2 separate regions of the Ovis aries genome follow, and region 1 is linked to region 2. The links are chromatin contacts, called in public Hi-C maps. All regions are on one chromosome and are shown on one strand. Each heading gives the region's core, a stretch centred on a gene start, on an enhancer-like site or on the middle of the called end of the contact. The rest is flanking DNA. Distances are from core to core; before and after follow the strand shown.

What was found. A called contact is a pair of places that touch in the nucleus more often than the background predicts.
Region 1: a contact with region 2 is called in a Hi-C map of muscle, with 3 times the contacts expected there. The contact joins the promoter of ZSCAN2 here to the promoter of FES in region 2. A contact is called at or near these places in 2 of 16 Hi-C or Micro-C datasets (muscle and tail adipose tissue).

The regions. Positions count from the first base shown.
Region 1 is chr18:21,587,805-21,590,504 of ARS-UI_Ramb_v3.0, forward strand. ZSCAN2 (zinc finger and SCAN domain containing 2) reads left to right here and starts at 1,361. Exons shown (of 3, transcript XM_012098494.4): 1 at 1,361-1,480.
Region 2 is chr18:21,091,492-21,094,191 of ARS-UI_Ramb_v3.0, forward strand. FES (FES proto-oncogene, tyrosine kinase) reads right to left here and starts at 1,320. Exons shown (of 19, transcript XM_027957083.2): 1 at 1,247-1,320; 2 at 528-749; 3 at 179-352. The coding sequence starts at 740. LOC121817076 (a long non-coding RNA gene) reads left to right here and starts at 145. Exons shown (of 2, transcript XR_009597082.1): 1 at 145-783; 2 at 2,004-2,496. It also overlaps a transcript of FURIN not described here.

The DNA.
Region 1 (2,700 bases), core at 111-2,610, 500 kb after region 2:
ATATGACAGGCATTTCTTTAAAAGTACTGTGAAATGAAACATTTCTTGCCATATCGGTGGGCAAGAAGTGTCATAGCTATCTGCGATTTTCTCTCTCCAGACGTGAATTTCTGAGCTATGCCAATAAGCAGCACCACTCCCTACGTGAGGAACTTAAGGAAGTTACAGTCATCAGTGACTGTGCTGTGCTTAGTTGCTCTGTCGTGTCCAGCTCTTGACCCCATGGACAGCAGCCAGCCCTCCAATGTCAGCTGGTGAGCCCTAAGGGAAAATGCAGGATGCTGGCCTCAGATAGCTGAGATGCATATGAAAAAAATGACTTCAATAATCCCAAACTCTTGCATCTTCCCATACATAGAAGAGCACTAAATTCCTTAACTTGATATCTGGTTTTTCCTCCTGAACAATAATCTTTGTTGTGCAAACTGCCTGCTCCCTTCCTTACAAACTTGTATATAGCCTGACTCCCTCTCCCGCCTCCTGGGAGCTATTTCTTAGGGCTGAGATACTGTCTCCTGGGCTTGGAGTCCTGAACATTCCCAACTGAACAAAACATTCTCTACTTTCACGTTGCGACTAATTTTTTAGTGGACAGTGCCAGCCACTGAAACCCCACAAGAGAGGCCAATCTGTCACTCTCAGCCCCCCAGTGCCGAGATTGATAATAAGTAAGGCTGGGATAACTATTAATAACAAGGAGACATGGAGCAGGTGTGCTGGGGGCGGTGACTCCGCCTAGGGCGGTATGATGAGGCAGGTTCCATACAGGAGGAAACGGAGGAAAGAATGGGAGGTCCGCGGCAGAAGAGGCGGGACAAAGCTCTCCTCCTGACCCAGGAACACCACGTGCGTAAACAAAAGGGTGTCCAGAAGCCAGGTGCGAGCCGGGGGGCCGGCTGTGGGAGGGGCGCCAGGCTGGGCCGGAAGGGACTTCTCTGTGCAGATTCTTTTCCTATTCAGGGGCCGCTTTCGGCTGTCGAAGGGCCTAACAAAATTATCTGCCACACAGTTTACAGCTGAAAGGGAGCTTCCATCCAACTTTCCCTTTTTATAGACCACTATTTGGAGGACATAAAGAAGTGGAGTGATCTGTCCCAAGTCACAGGTCTGGGGCCCTGACTGCCAGTCGGTGGATTTTCCCGCCTCGGTTCCATGCACCCTGCGCAGGTTATCAAATCCCCAAACTCTGCTCCCTGGCCCGAGGTCGCAGTCGGCTCGTGAGGACTACATCTCCCACAATGCCTTCGGCCCGGCCTCCCTCCCGCCGCCAGGCTGGGTCCGTATTCGCCAATGGGAAAGCAGAGTTTCCAGGGACCGTTCTCGGTGGCCAATGAGCGCGGTGGGGGGGCGGGCCTCTCCCGTCCATTGTTCTCGGTGCCCCTCGGGCTTGAGCCGCTGCGACTCCGGAGGGGCCGGACAGTGCCCGGTGGCGCTTTAGCGCGTGGAGCGACTGAGGAAGCGGCATCCGGTCTCTGGAGAGGTGAGCCCGGAGACAGAGAGCCGGAGCCGCGCTGGCCGGGGGAGCAGCCCGAGGCCAGGGGATAACGGGCCTGGAGCCAGGGCGGGCAGCCCTGCTGGGGGAGGGGCGTCGGGGGCCGTGTTCGTGTCCTGCGGGCTCCGGGCTGTCCGAGCTTAGACGCCCGGCCGGGCTCAGGGAGCCGACCTGAACTCTTCTCTCTAGCGGCGAGCTCCTTGTACATCCTGCCAGGGGCACAGGCTTTAGACTGAACGGCACAGTGGACGACATCCCGCGCAGCTCATTTTAAAAATGGGGAAACTGAGCTTCTGAGGGGGCGTGTCTGGCCCCAAATGGGACAACGCTTAAATTGTCTGGGAACGGTTTTCCTGCCCCCCCACCCCCTAAGTTAAGAATTGTGATATAACTGTTTCTTCTAGCCATTTGGTGAATACAGTTTGAGAGCTTTAGTGTTTCCACTGGCTTTTCTTTTTTCTTCTTTTTAAAAAGTTTTCCCGGGAGTGTTTCTGAGTCTTTATGCTGTAGTGATGATTTTTAAAAATACTTCATTGCCTTTTAGTCTTTGTTTTAAATAACTGCTCTCAACATTTTGTAGAATTTCTATCCAGGTTTTTTTTTTTTTTCCTTGTGTATGTGTTCATTTTAAAAAGGAAATGGGGTCATACCGTGTCTGTGGTTTTTTTATCTTGCTGGTTTTGTTTTTATTCATTAGTTTTCATATTATGAGGATTATCTTAAATCATTAGTGATTAATAATTATTGTCAGCATAATTTTTTAATATTTAAAAATACATACATCAGAGCACACAATCTTAAATTTCATATGTATGCTCTTATGCAACCATTGCCAAATCAAGACATAAAACATTTCCAGCTCCTTTGGGCCCCTTCTCAGTAACATCCCCCTACCCCCACTCCACCCCCATCATCAGTGTAGTTTTTAGTACATTTTACTGTATGGATGTGCCATAATTAGCCATTCTCCTGCTGCTGGATTTTAAGGTGTCAGTTTTTTTTGCAATTAGAAAGGGTTGTGTGTCCTTGCAAATATTTAGTAAATTTAGCAAAGATGGTTATTTAAAAAAATAAATTCCTGAGGGGCCATGGCTGGATCTAAGAATATGAACATTTTAAAACATCGTGTTTTAAAATATAATAATGCAGTTGAGATATTTCCTTCCTTTCACTGAGGCTCACAGTGCCTTGACATCTGATCCTTTGTA
Region 2 (2,700 bases), core at 70-2,569:
CCCCCCCCGCCAAAGGCCAGTCCTAGCTGCGGAGGGAAGGAGGGAAGGAAGGGGGAGCTGGCTCTGGGGGCAGGCCTGTGGTCAGACACTTCCACTTCTTCAGGAAATCCAGGGGTTCCTTGCAAAACCAGCCCTCTGAGGCTCAGAACGTAGGCAGGGAGGGCAGAAGCCCACACACCTTGGTGAACTCCTGCTGTAGCTGCTGCCACTGCTCATTGTAGGTTCTGCGCATTTGCTGGCGCTCCCGGATCAGCAGACTCAGCTTGCTCAGGGGCCCTGAGTTCAGGTCCTCCGCGTGCTGCCTCAGCACCCGGCTCAGGCCCTCCGTCTGGCTGGTGAGCTCTGTCCAGGACTGCAGTGGGGAGGGGCAGGCAATGGGGAACTTAGCTTCTGAGGTGGACCTGCCAAATCTCCAGCCTTCCCCAGCGGGGGACTCCGGAAAATGGAAGGGGCAGGCGGGCCTACCCAGGCACCTACGGGAATTTGCTGGTGGAGGGCGGGAAGAGGCGGGGAGTCTAGAATCCCACCTGACTGATGGGGCTGTGGGGGCCGATGCCCCGGCTCTGGCCCCCGCTGTCCTGCAGCGACATGTGGTGAAGCAGCCCGGCATATTCCCTGTCACTCTTGACCCGCTGGGCCATCCACTTCCTCATGCCCTCCAGCAGCCGGAGCTCGGCCTCCTGCATCTGCTGCACGGCCCCGTGGCCCTGGGGGCTGCACAGCTCTGAAGAGAAGCCCATAGTGTCGTTCTGAGGACGGAGAGAGGAGAGGCCACCACTGACAGTGAGTAGCTGGAGATGGACGGAGGGGCGGGACAGGGAGGCAAGAGGCTGAAGAGCCACAGACAGGCAGAAGGTGGACGCCTGCCCCCCTGGAACGCAACAATGGGTACGAAACACCGCCTGGCCTGGGAAAGCCGTCGGTGCTTCCCGCGTCCCAGGTGGAGGCCTGATGCCGGGGGTCTCCTCCCCAGGCCTGGAACAGAAACCTCCCACAGTCTCCTTCCCTGGATCTTTCCACCCAGCTCCCGCTGCAGGTGCAAGATGTGCATTGGGCCCTCGGCAGGGCCAAGGCTGCCCCTGCAGGCACCCCAGGCGGCCACCCGCCACCCCCACCCCCAGCCCCTACCCTCCCACAGCTCCTGCTCCACCCTGTCCCGTGTCCCTCTCTCTGATCGCCTGCCAGGCCCCTGCCCAACCGCCTCCCAGGTAGGCCGCTGCCTCCTGGGCCTCAGTATAGGCATTACCGATGCGGGCAGCTGCTCCTGGGCCTCCGAGGACCGACTTACACTCAGGCCCCACACCGCCCCGGCCAGTTCCTGATTCCGCGCTTCCTCCTCCTGTGGTTTCAGTTGGCCCAGGCCCCGGGGCGGGCCGGCCGAGGGGAAGGGGCGGGCGGGAGCCCCGACGCCTGCCCGCCCCCCCTGCCCAGCGCCGGCCGCTGCCTCAGCTGCCGGCCACACGGGCCTGCGGAAACGGAAGGGAGGAGGGGGCTGGGAAAGAATGGCCCAGAAGAGAGCAGTTTGTGCCCGGCGCTCCCCAGGGCCCAGACAGCGCCCCGGGGAACAGCCGAGGGTGCTTGGGGAGCACTCGCACAGGGCAGGGCTGTGGCTCTGCAGTGGCCGGGAGGGCCCGGGGGCCCAGAACCTAAGGAAGGGCAGGCGGACAATTTGAGCAGCAGGCCAGGGACGCCCCAAAGAGGCGGGGGAAGGCTAGTCCAGGCCTTTCCCACCCCACAGGACTCCCCAAGGAGGGCTCAGGCGCCAGCCTCTATTTGAATTAAATTTCCTAGTAAATATCCCGAGGAGAGGCCTACTTCTCAGGCATGGATCTTGGTGGAACTGGCCTGGCTCCTCTCCCCACCACAGGCAGGGGTTTCTAGTCCCAAGGGAGACCTGGGGCAGGAGAGGGGCCTGGGCCAGTGTGTGCGTCAGGGGTGGGGTGGGGGGTATGGCACTTCCAGTGTGGGACTCAGGTTCTCCCCAGCAAAGCCTATCTTGTCAGTCAGGCCCCACCAGAGGCCTCAGCCCTACAGCTTCAGCCAAGGGACACCCTGAGCAACTGGACCCCTGGCCATCACTCTCCACCCAGCTGCAGCTGAGGCCTGTGGCGGAGGAAGTAAGTGCTCAGCTGCTTCCACTCTGGGGCCTCATCTGTCCCACCCCTGGGGCTTGTTGCCAGCTACTGTCCCTTCCACACCCTCCTAAACCCCTCGGGAGATTGCCTTTGGGCAGCTAGAGCAGGCAGGACATCATGTGGGCACATAACTCTCTCCAGCCTTCATCCCCGCCCCATCCTGGATGCAGCCGCACAGTCCTAGGAAGAATATCACACACTGGAGACCAGGTTTGGTTTGCATAGTCTGCACGTTTAATCACTTTAAAACTTCTAACATTATCTCGTGTCCATTAAATAGAACCAACAATGCTGGGCCTGTTTAAATTACAAGGAAAAAAAAAAAAATCACTGTGCACCAACCCAGTATCTTACAAAACCAGCTGGGCTGGCCACGGGAGTGGGGGGTGGTCTGGGAAGAGGAGGGGGCACCTCTGGGCAGGTGGCTGGGTGCCAGGAGGGGCTGAGGGAGAGAAAGAAAGAAAAGGGAACTCCCAAATGGGAGGGGACTGATTGTCCTAATGGGAGGGGTGCAAAAGGCACGTCAGAAGAGGGAGACATGGGGGGCAGGACAGGTCAGTGCTTT